Linked DNA regions of Anas platyrhynchos: region 2 is linked to region 1. Evidence: chromatin contacts called from public Hi-C data. All regions are on one chromosome and are shown on one strand. Each heading gives the region's core, a stretch centred on a gene start, on an enhancer-like site or on the middle of the called end of the contact. The rest is flanking DNA. Distances are from core to core; before and after follow the strand shown.

Region 1 (6,421 bases), core at 1,299-3,798:
TAACGTTCTGATTCAATCTAAATGGCAGACACATTGGAGATCTCGCATCTGACGTAGGCTTCTTTATTGGCATTTATCAATTTTTTCTAAATTGAACTGTTTGCATTTGTTGCTTTGGAAGTAGTTGTAGGAGATGAACAGAAACATAGTAAGGGGAAGTGAAAGGGAGATAGCTTGCTCATTCCAGGAACGTGCAAGATGCCATCCTGGATGGGACAGCAGGGAATATTTTTACATTGGCTGCCAGTGAGCATACTAAACCAAGTGAAGCAGCCAAACAGATTGGAAGTGGGAACTCTCCCCACAATGTTTTAGTGTTTGTTTCATACAACAAGCATGTAAAAATGTCCGTGGATAGTTTTTGTAACTCCTAAAAAAAAAAAATAAATAAATAAATAAAATGCATTTGGGTGAACAGTGCTGGGGTTATCAAGAACCAGCACAAGGTGTGTCTCACTGGCTAGCTGCAGCTTTTGCTGCAAAGCCTGGGGGAAGCAAACAACCCTGGGGCTGCCAGGGTTGTTAGAAGACCTTTTTTTTTTTTTTTTTTTTTTTTTTTCTGAAGGTTAAGGATGGAGTAAGAACAAGAAAGAACATGACATTGTGGTTAATGGTGGTGGCTCACTTCTGAAGCGAGAGGAGTGCCAGATTAACATCCCAATTAAAAGTGAAAGCAAAACTTAAACCAAGGTGTAGGGCACAAGCCTGCACCTTGGTGAATCCCTTTTTGCTTTTATATCCCATGCAGCTCATACAGTGTTGCAGTCAGTGCTGGAAGCACAGGAGGTGCTCAGCTTCTGGGAAGCAAACAGATTTGTCACAGGTGTGGGACACCTCAAGCTTATACATTCTTTAAAAGCTTAGCTGTTAGTGGCAGAGCACTGGTAACAACAGATTAGTATTTAATTTGTGTGGTCGAAGGCTCGGACATCAATGATACATGCTGGACAGTGAGGGCAGGAGCAAGTGTGTAGCCTGAAGATCTCAGGGCAAAGCCAGTATGCAAGGCTGATTTGTGTTACCGGTTGTTTGTGGCATCAGTGCTCTTTAGGGGAAAAAAAACAACAACTTGTAGATTTGAACATTTTCCAGTGGGGTGAGCCTCTTCATTAGCGAAGTGAAACCGATAAATGTAGCGTATGTTCCTTCCATCTTCTGCAGTCATTCTGGAGAGCATGTCCTCTACATCTGCCCTCTGAGCCCCACGTCCACAGCCTGAACACCACTTTTCCAAATCCAAGACTAATGAGCCAAATGGCTGCTGTGTGCAGACTGCTTGCTTGATTTTCCGCTTTGTGAACCATTCCTTGCTAGCTACAACTTGAACACAAGAGGGTGATGTTTCTTCAGGAATTTGCTGCAAGGACAACCAGTTTATAGAGAAATGTGCTCAGTGGGAGAAAATAACCATATCTTGTTTTCTTCCATATTGGTAGGGCCAGCCTTGCTCTTGTTTGGCACTTGTTACAGTGCTGGGTGGACAATGGGATATGCTGTCCTACTACTGCTCATCCCTGAGCAAACCTGCTGCCTGGGATGCTGCAAAACCACTTAATCTGACCAGTGGCATTTTTTTTTCAGGGTTTCCCTTCTGAGGACCCCTTCCCTTGTCTTTTTCCAGAGGTGCAAGCTGTTGCTGAGTCTCTGGGGGCTGTGGCCATTCCTTCTGTGCATGCGTCTCATTTGTATTGCACAAATACCTGGGTGCCCATTGCTGACTGCGCTGCCTTTAAGTGCTTGGGAAGTACAGAGGAGAAGCTGTTTCAGCCCCAGGCAGGGATTACAGTTCCTGATTGCATATGGAGCAGTGTTGAGAGAAGAGCTGTCTCCAGGATCAGCATATCCTGTTCCTGCAGATCAGCTCTCGCTTTCCCCAGGCCAGGCTCACTGCAGCGTGCTGGTTTGGGGATGTAGGTCTTGGGCTGGGGGCACTGGTGGCTCTGCTGAATTCTGACCAATTTCCCAAACTGGAGAGAGGATTTGGGCAAGTCCCCATGTCAGCAAGGATAATGTTAACTCTCTCCCTGCTCTGTACACCATCAGGCAGATGTGGATTTGGGATCGTCTCCCTGACTTGCCATTTGCCTCCTCTGTCTCATAGCTGTGCCCTGGACCAGGCAATGTCTCGGCCTCCAGCAGCAGCATGGCGATGAGCTGAATCTCTGAAATGACAGGCCCTCAGTGAGGCTGCTGGATGCCTTGCTGGATATGTAATCCCTGCGCTTGGAACCCGCACGAGACAATGCAAAGCAAATTGCTGCAGACTAAATATATGGTCAGGATGTGTTGGGAGTTGGCAGTGCAGCTGGTTGGGGCAGCCAGGGAAGGAGGAGGGGAATGGTCAGCTTTCTCTTTCTATTGCTCTGTACGATGCTCGGGGTCCTTTAAAAGACTTTAACATGGTTTTGGAAAGGAAGAGCTGGAGGAGACTCAGCCACAAAAAGCTGGATGGTGGCTGAAGGGCGCAGCGTGCCTGGGAACTGTGAGAAGGGATCAGCGGCCAGCTCTGATCAGAGGATGAATTTGGGAGCAGATTGTTTCACAGCAGCTCAGAACAGGGCTCTGGCACCTCCTATGAACTGGGGGGAGATGGAGTTCTGCTGTGGCCCACTCCATGATCACAGCTCACACGTGATCCTTTGTATGAGCTGTGCTGCACGCGGGCAGCTGGCTGAGGCAGGGAATGTCCTTCTGAGAAGAACACAACCAAAATAGAGATCAGTTGTCTTGCCTGGTTTACTGTAACTAATTGCTAATGTTGTCACAGTGGAACAGATACTTAAAAACTCAATCAGAGCTTTGTATTTTAAATTGACTTATTTTTATATTTCACCTGGCTCGCTCAGAAATTAGAATGGACTTTGCTTTTTTCTGTTCAGAATCATTTTCTGGCCCTTCGCCCAGACCAGAAGAGCCCCAAGCTCTCCCATACTGAATGCTGGCAGGAGTTGAACAGTACAGTTTGGCCTCAACTGTTTAAAGTGTTCTGCCTTGAATAAGGACACAGCTGTAATGATGACTGACCTCTTCTTTTACTGTTCCTCAAACTGGAAAATCCAACGTGATAGCACTCAAAAATCTTGGGTTTTGTCTTTGGGTAGCACTTCTTATGGTACATAATGATAAAAAGGGAAATTACAAATTTTTATCGGTACTTTGAAGGCAAATACCCACCTGAACATTCTAGTTTTGCAGCGTTTGAGAAGATGTGTGACACGTTGGATGATGTCTAAAGGTTGAAGTGGCTTTTTCAGCTGAGCATCCTGCCGGCGGGCAGCGGTAGCAGAGGAGATCTCCTATGAGTCGTGCTAGTTGTACTCTTCCTGTTAAGTGAAGAAAGTGCTTTGGCTCAGAGCTTATTCATGAAACAAACCTGTGTTTGATCACCTTTGTCCTCACCCTGCAGGTAGAGAGGGTATGTCAATAGATCATATTGTAGAGCTTCAAATGTAATGTGCAGCTTCTGGAGCACTGCTCAGCTGCCTAGTAAGTTCTCAGACAAGATCACTTTGCTTGCTAGGCATTTATCCATCCTGGAAAGAGGCTTGTGGGACACTCCTCATTTGAATCCCCACCATTTGTAGGCACAGCAACTCCACTGCTGAACCCTCTATAGAAGGCAAGAGCAGGCAGGTAAATTGTGCTCCACCTGGTGCAACAAGGGCATGGAAACAGCTGTATATGATCAGCAGGCAAACCTCAGTGACAGTCCTAAAACACCATGGGTCAGCTGAAATAAATCACCTCTTCTAATGTCCCTAGAGCTATGCAGGCTTCCATCACCTGAGACCTGAGTTCTGTGTTCATCTGAATCATTCCCAAGGTGGCCCTGCTCTGGCTCTGCTGCCTGCTGACCTGGACTTTTTTCAAAGCAGATCTCACTATCTCGAAATCAGCAGGCACTCCATGCCTCCTGCTGTTGAGTTTGAGGGCACCACCACCTATGCTGACAGCTCTTCCCTGCCCCTTTGTGGGGCTGCAGGCAGGACCTGGGGCACAAAAGACCTTGTGTGCTGGCTAGCTGCCCATGAGATGGGGTCTGTGCTGTGTTGGGAGCCGCGTGGCTCAGCAAACTGGTAAAGTGTGCTGTAGGTGAGGTGGTAATAGCAGCGATTGCAATGTTCTTTATGTTACAGCTTTCATTAAGCTATCAGCCTGTTTATCTATAGCTCAATGCATTTGCCTGTTGGAGCATATTGAGTAACCAGTTATAAATGGTAGGCTTTGCTGATGTTGGCGTTTCTGGTGTTGAAATCTAATGCTAGTGCTATTCTGCTCGTGTTGATGCATGTTCACATGTGTGGTTTGGTTTCCCTCACACACACAAGTTTAACTTCTGAAGGAGGGACACCTCCTGTGTAAATATGCACTGTGCTTAAAACGAATGTGTTTTTACAGGGCTGTTTCCCTTTCATAAGTGAACAGGACTGTGCTTGCAGCCATAAAATAATTTTACACCTTTCTTTCTTGTTTGCAGTCTCCCTGTGTAGGATAGAAATAATAAACAGATAAGTTATCTCCCTAAATGGTTAAGGGACAATAAGAAGACTTCAAAACCATTAATATATGTGTATATATATATATATATATATATATATATATATATAATGCCTAGATCCTATTTTTTAGCAAAGCTGCTAAATAAATAGCCCTCCTTGTTCATGGTACAGTACCTAGACACACCATAAAGCAATTCCAGCTTCATCCAGTGGTTTGGGGTATATAATAGTTTACAATTCTTTTGCTGTTTCATCTGACAGTGATGGATCAACCCAGGAAAATGAGGGAGCAGGAGGAAAGGGGATTAAGATCTTAGCCTCACCAGCTTCTCCCGTGTTTTGTCCCTATGGGCAAGTGCTGATGAGAGTTCCCCGTTTTGTTTCTTCCCTGATTAAACTAAGAAACCAAACCAAAGGATGCAGGAGAAAAGGGTTAAAGGATTAGGAGATGGTCTTTGAACTGCCATGTGGCAAGGTAATGAGGCATGAATTATTAAAATTATTTCAATTATAACTGGCAGCCACACGCACCGCTTTTGCATTGCCTTTCTTCCTTTCTGTAAGAAGACAGATTTGCTACTGCTCGTGGTTTCTTGGAAAAGAGACGCTTGTCCAGAAATGTTAGGTGTACACACAATGTAATTTGGGCTAAACTGCATTTGTGGTTAGATAAATTGAAGTGTCAATGAAATGGGCATGGTTCAGCAGCAAGACAATTACTGCTTGAAAACCTATGGGGATGGATTGCTGTCATGTTGATGGAAGGCCGTAGGTATTAGTGGCCTCCATTACCTGTATCAGAACAGTAAGCTGTGAGGCACTGGTCATACATCACTAATGATAATTAAACAGTTTTTGGCTTTGGGAAGCGATGGAAGAAGCAGTATTTTCATACTGTGTATTCTTCTGTGCATAGCGTGCTCAACAAATGAGCTTTGGGTGCATTGAATGTGGATTTGTAGACAGTGCTTGGACTACTCCTGCTGGGAAGACAGGCATCACACTGCTAGCTGCCTTTTCCATATTTCTTTGTGATGTGCCTGTAGAAATGTAAATATTACCAGGCACAGCTCCATCTAGTGACTGCTAAGAACTTTGCGCTAAAGCCTGTGTTTTGGGTCAATGGACAATGATCTGAGGTCTTGGCTCCTTTGGCCACAAAACCCAATCATCACGAGTAAGACTTGCCAGGTTTGCTACGGAATAAAAATGTAGAGATGATCTGGTGAAATCAGAACTTGATGAATGTTTCAGAATGACTTATTTAAAGGGATTTAATTTATTTTTGGTACTCGTGAATTGCGGGTGGGGTGAGTGGGCAGGGAAGAAGTAAGTCTATCAGGGGCTCAGAGCACAGTGAAATCAGAGGTATCCTGAAGCTGCGTCTCTAGCAGTTCAGCCAAACTGTTCCTTTCCACTCCTCTTCTCCATACCAAGGCCATGCTTGTCCATACTCCATCCTGAAAGATGACAGTTAAAGGCTATTGCCATGTGAATGTATCTCTGCAGTTTTTACTTTCTGTACTTTTTATCTTAATAGGGAGAGAAATCAAAAAAGTAGCATTACTGGTTGACTTTGGCACACACAGATGAACTCATCAGGAAAGGAGCAGTGGGCAGCACTGGATGCAATTAATAGATTGAAGTTCTGAGCCCATGAACTTTGCGGGGGAGCATCTGATCTATGGGGCAGCTGAGAGTGGACAAGACGGTAACACAAAAACCTGAATGAAAATTAATCCTTCAGGCAGGGAAACAACTGCATGAAGGCAGCTGCCGTGCCAGACTGCCAAGCCTGGAAGGGGAACGGGGCCGTGGGCCAGGCTGGGAGCTCACTGGGCGAGCAATGAATGGGAAACCTCTGCGGGGTCCGGCTGGGGCCATTGTTCGCAGTCACGGCAGGCAGCCTTCAGCCCCGCTCC
Region 2 (5,907 bases), core at 336-2,835, 54 kb after region 1:
GTGGGAAAGGAAGTCTGATCTCCCAGGTAAATTATTAATGCTGCCTTTAAAATTACACTTGGAGAACCCAGTGTAGAAGTTACTAAATGATTAGCAGGTAATTATAACACCTGGATGCAATGAGTGGCATGTATGAGGTGCAGGGCCCAGGAGCAGGCAGCTGGGAGTGCTGGAGGTGCTTGTAAGCAATGTGCTGGACTCCAGAACAAACGGGGAACTGTTTATTAACCCACTGGTGATCCTTTTGTAATCTTTCAGTTATACAAAGCACCACCTGTGGGTATATGCTTGTGTGTGCGCATGCATCCAGAATTTAACATGTTTTATGTGTCATTTGTGCACCTCAATGATCAGAGCAGTGAGAAGACGGCCCCTGCTTGCAGCACAGGGCTTTTGGAGGCTGCCCAGGCAGCAGCTCTCACACTGAGTACATCACAACCGAGCATCTTCGGTGGTCCTCAGAGCCCCGTGGGATGCACCACGTGCCTGCCCTGAGCACTAGAGAAGGGGAGAAGTGATACTGTGTGTGAGTGTTGGAGGTGTGAAGGGTTGGTAGGAGGGAATGTGCCTTTTTGTCACTTTTTTATCCAAGTTAATCTTTAAAAAGCATGCAGCAGGGTTGGGATTGCTTCTTATCACTCTGTCTTTTCTGCTTCAAGATTTTTGGTGCCGCTGTTGTTCCTGGGAGATGGCAGTTAGGACAGTGACATACTGCTTTTTCATGGTCCTCACACACCTGTAGGCTCTCCTTTACCAAACGTGTTTCTCTTTGCTCTGGCTTGTGGCATGGGACACCAGGTCAGGCATTTGCAGTGTGGGTGCTTCTACCTTCTGTTAGATCCCACCCCCTCCATCCAGCCCTGGCACACTGGATGCTTTTTCCTGCCTGTCCCACCTTTGCTGTCAGCCACTGGGCTGTCCTTAGTTCTCCCCTCACTGTCCCCTGCTCCTACCTGGTGCCCACAGCCATGGTTTATTGCGGTGTTCAATGCCCTGTCCCCCGAGTGCCATGCACTGCAAAAAAGCCTGCAGCTTTTTTTTGCTGGTGTTCTTGTTCAAGCATCTGCCTTCACCCACTTCGGAGGTGCTGCACTGTGACCTGCAATGACTGCGGGTTTTGGCTCAGTTAATAACCAGATAGGTCCCGTTGGGCCTCCTCTCGGGAAGGGTTTGGGTTTCTTGGGGCTGCAGAGCTGCCTCTGCAGACAGCTATGTTTGCAGCGTGCTCGGCTGCTCCCAGCCTGCTCTCGCCTGGCCGGTGGATGCATTCCCGCAGTTGTCTGAGGCATGTCAAGGTATGAAGCATTATCCATTTCCTGATGTCTGCTTTTAAATCTGCTGGAATTTCTGCTCATCTCCATTAAATACGATCCCGCTGTGGCGCACAGCTCATCTCTGGCCTGACAGCGGAGGTAACACTTCTCAGCACCGCTCTGCTGAGCTTGGTGAAGCCCGGGGCAGGAGCTCCCTTCCCGCCTGCCCTTCTGCTCCGTGCTTCGCTGGATGACTCGGAGCCTCCCAGCAGAGCGATTCCCATGCTGCTGGGGTGAGGGAGGACGTTTCTCATGCAAGTCAGGGCGCTTCCAAGGTCCAGCATACCATAATGCTGAGTAGGAGCAAGTACGTAGTTAGGGAAGTATGTCTGGGTCAACACATGTCTTCTGTTGCCTTAATGATCTCAGAATCACAATATCTTTGTCCTGTTGGCTTCTCCATGCTGTAGTGCAGCTGTAACTAATGGACAGAATAATTTGTTAGAGAGCAGCGATGCCTTGGGCTGCGAGCACTGCAGTGGGGCGCGGGGCCCCAGCATCGTATGCACAGCAGTGAAGGTTTAATGGGTAGCGAGTCCCGTTGCACGGTATGATGCCTGAGAAAATTCAGGCTAGATTTCTTGCTCTGCCTCAGATTTGCTGTAACTCCTTGGAAAATGGCATTTGTGGTCCCGTTACCCCTTGATTTTTGAGGCAGGATCTGGCCTTTGGGGGTCTGTGCTGAAGCTCTCTGCAGGCAAAGGAGCTTCCAGCTGTGCTGTTAGTGCTTGGTGGGTACCCCACCGAGAACAGCTGAGGGAGGTGGTACCCCGTCCTTTACTACGTGCTCAACCCACGTCCCTCGAGACCATCCCCTTTGCACCGAGCTTCTTGGGAGCCAGGCTCTGCCCCTGCTTCTTACCAGAATGCATTAGTTTTACAAGCAATAATCACGCAATAAACCTGAAAGTGGATTAATTTTTTTTATTTTTTTTTTTGCTAGGCCTGGTCTGTATCCACGAGAAGTTGGTGCTACATAAACAGGCCTGTGTTGGTTTAGTGATCACATCCCTACCAGAGAGCGTCTAAACTAAAGCAGTAGTTCTGTGAGAAAGCTCTGGGTTCCAGAGAAGCTGATTTGGGGAGTGATAAGCGTGATTCCTCACATGGGATCTGTGGGCTTGGCTGCGTGTGACATGCTCTCCTTCGCTTTCGATGAGTGCAGTTCAGTGAGCGCAGGACATGCTTTTTTATCAGTTTCAGATGCTTTTTCTTTCCAGGGCTGCATGTTTTGAGTTCTTAGCCCCGGTGCTGGCGCGGTGGCTTTGGTGACATTGGCTGGTGTGGGGCAGGTGTTGGGGCTGGACTTTCTGAGCTCCTGAGCGAGCACAGGGCTGGGCCGGCAGATGTGGGATGGGGAGCTCGCAGCGGCTGGGCTGCTCGGGTGAATGTAGTGCCTTGGCTTGCAGGTGAAGTACGTTGGAGTCTGTCTGGGTCATTTATAAAACAAAGGGAAAGAGTTAAAAAAGAGCTGTTCCTGATGTTACTGGGACAGTAACTGGGACAGTAATATCAGGAACAGACAATTTGCACAGAACTGGTCAGCCTTTGGGTGCTGACTGCTGGGTGCCCCCCGAAACAAGGTCCTGACACCACGTACAGCGATGGGGCGAGCTGCCCCAAGTGTCTGCATCAGGCTCCCAGCCCAGAGACCCATGTCCTTGACTATGCTGCCTGTAAAGGAGAGGGGAGGCCATTTTAACAGCTTCAGCCGGTCTTTGCAAAGCTACACTCCATAAACAGTGCTCTCTGGGAACTCACTGCTGCTTTTTAGCATGCATGCAGGGGGGGTGCCCGCAGAAATGTCTCAGTGGGCTTCCTTGAACCACCTGGGTGCCTCTGAGGGGCTCAGGTGGCTGCTGACCCTGAGCTGACTGTGAGACCCCAGCATGGGTCATCCAACGTTTCCAGAGAGCCCGTCGGCAGCTGCATCCCAGCAGCACCAGTCACTGCTTGCCAGCAGGCTAAGGGTGAGTGTCCCCCTCCCCAGACACTTGCACCTCGGATCTCCTCTGGCACAGCTCCTTTGCTCCCAGCGACCCATTCCCTGCTCGGAGGGGCTGGGAGAGCCGGGGTTGTGCAGCTTGGGTGGGTGACGATGGGTGCAAGGCAGTGGTGGCCTGGGGCATGCAGCTGGGCCTGTGGCCACCCAGGCCGGGAGGGGGCGGCGTGAGCCTGCTGCTGCTGCTGCGCCTCTGCTGCTGCTGCGCCTCTGCTGCTGCAACGTCCCACACTGTCCGCGTTGGATTTTGCTTCCAGAAGTAGGCACAGGACTACATTCCGCCTCTGGAGAAAGATAAATGATTGTTGAGGATTGCAGCTGAGGGAAGTCCTTTGTGTGTGTATACGGAGGCACTTTGTTTGATAAAAATAGATGGGTGTTTTTTCACCGCGTTGCTAAAAGCATCTGGGTTCCCCTCTCCTAAGCTGATCAGATTTTGGCACAGCTTTTATTTAGCAGTGAGTCAGGATTTAAACTGTACCAGGAGGGAGTGATCGTGCGGCAATTAGAAGCAGGAATTTTGGAGTCCTTTTCCTGCTCCTCCACTAAATTACTCCGCATCCTTATGTAAATCATTTAACACATGTGCTCTAACTTCCTATATGGAAAATGAGGTAGATGCTTTCCGCTTTTCATAGACAGGCAATTCAGGATGCTCTGCCAGGCAGCTGGGAGGGATTTGTCGTGATAAAGCTGGGAATTTGACCCGTTTGAGATGCCGGCAACCCCGTGCAGGGCAGGGCTGAGGCTCCCTATGGGGTAGAGGCAACTCCTGCTGCTGATCTGAGCTGTGGGGCTCGCGAGTAGCTGCATGTCAGGCTGGAGACGTGAATGGATCTCACCGGACCCATCTTTCATCTGTGCTGGGGAGCATGGGCCAAAGAGCAGGAGTACGGGATTTATTCCCGGGCTGTGATGTCCATCCGTCGGTCATCACAGGCAGGGGAGGTGCAGGCAGAGCTTCCTCCAGGGGGACTTTGGTGCTGAGTGGTACAAAATCACCGGCCAGTGCCTTGTTCCAGCAGGAGCAGCACCAAACCCAGGATCATGGCTCTGCTCTGCTCATCAGCAAGAGCCGTGTGGATCTCCTGCCTTCACCAGGCAGACAGGAGGGGATGTAAACCTTCTCGGCCTCCCCTGCTGCCTGCAGCTGGCCTGTCAGTGCTGCCCCCTCTCTGCTAGGGGAAGATGATGTTGTCCTGGTGCGACGTGCCATCGCCCCCCATTTGTCACCCTGAGTCCTCTTCCCCTGACCATAAAGGGTTTAGCGGTTTTGCTCTCTTGCTTTTCTTTTGCCTGTGGCTTCTCTCACCTCTGTGAGGTCTGTAGGACTTGGAGCAAGTGAGGCATGTAGAAATGCTCACAAGGAGGGCTTGTGTTTAAGAGTTTAGCGGCTTATTTCGGTAGAGACAAAGCAGAGAACTGCTAGGCTGGGAAGCAGGGGTTCTTCAGCACCTGAAATATTTACCATTTCATTCCCCTCTCACATTTCTAACACTTCAAGTGGAGAACTGGTCAGACCTGGCTCTGGCTACCTGAGAGGCGCTTTCTGACCCCCTGCTCTCCGGGGAAGGGGCCCTCCTGGAAAGTGCCGTGGTTGGTGAGCAGTTCCTTGTGTGTAGGGTAGGGTGTTTTTTTTTGTTGTTTTGTTTTTTTTTTTTTCCAGAAAACTTTAAAAATTCCCAGTGGGTGGAGAGGGAAAGTGAGCTATGGAAATTAATTGTGTGTCTCGTGCTCTCAAATGAAACACACCCTGGGGAAGGCAATATCCTCCACCAGAGGAGCAGCAGTGTTGGCCTCAGACCAGGAAACCCTTCCCTCTCCGCTCCCCTGCGCAGCAAGGGGTGAGTGCTGTAGGGAAAAGCAGCTCCTGGGGTCCTCTCTCCTGGCTCTTCACCCCTCGGGACACCCCTGGAGTGCCCTGCTGAGTGCGGGTTGTACTCTGCCATCGCTTTGCCCTTCACCCATCAGTTTTTTTCTATCGGACTGGTGTTACTGGTAGCACAGGGCTCTGTACCGGGGCTGCTCACTGGTTGTGCTCTGAGAGTGTAGGCGGTGTGGCTGGATCTCCAGCAATGCCCCAGGTTGGCTCGGGTGCATGGCTTGGATGTCTGCTCCCAGCCTTTCTCCAAAATGAGACAGCAAGAGGTAGGTCACAGCATCGGTGAGATACACCCATGCACCTGGGGCTGTCCTGAAGCTGGGTTGCCAAAACCAGCCTTTTGTCTCCCAGTCAGCCCCAAAATGGGGTAAGACCCACCTCTGGTGTCTTGTGCTCATTTATATTGCTGCTCCCTTAGCTAGGAGCCACGTGCAGGTCTGGGGCAGCTGCTGAGGCTGTGCCAGTGCCGCACAAAGTGGGCCACGTCCCCACTGAGGGGCTGCAGCCGTGTTTTGGAGAAGGGGAAACTTCCCCGCTAGCCCCGACAGTGCTGGAGGCAGCTCTGAAACGGGGCCCTTCGCCTGCAGCTGGAGAGGAAACCTAATCTTGCTCTGTACAAAGGCAAGGAGCTGACAGCCAGATGTGCAGGGGACACGGGGGGGCGGGGGAAGGGGATGCGCAAGGGCGGGCGGTGGGGAGTTTTTGGTGGT

The links. A called contact is a pair of places that touch in the nucleus more often than the background predicts.
Region 2: a Hi-C map of subcutaneous adipose tissue shows a contact between it and region 1, with 2.2 times the contacts expected there. The contact joins two enhancer-like sites. A contact is called at or near these places in 2 of 8 Hi-C or Micro-C datasets (skeletal muscle and subcutaneous adipose tissue).

What each region holds. Positions count from the first base shown.
Region 1 is chr19:7,675,388-7,681,808 of IASCAAS_PekinDuck_T2T, forward strand. No RefSeq gene overlaps it. Among named protein-coding and RNA genes, the nearest start is that of SEPTIN9, 12 kb to the right of the region's middle. Within about 2 kb of position 2,549, at least 1 of the 8 cell types and tissues checked has an H3K27ac peak or open chromatin away from gene starts, as enhancers often do. A contact at or near this core is called in subcutaneous adipose tissue, where this site is marked.
Region 2 is chr19:7,730,221-7,736,127 of IASCAAS_PekinDuck_T2T, forward strand. The region is part of intron 2 of SEPTIN9 (septin 9); the gene reads left to right. Among named protein-coding and RNA genes, the nearest start is that of SEPTIN9, 43 kb to the left of the region's middle. Within about 2 kb of position 1,586, at least 3 of the 8 cell types and tissues checked have an H3K27ac peak or open chromatin away from gene starts, as enhancers often do. A contact at or near this core is called in subcutaneous adipose tissue, where this site is marked.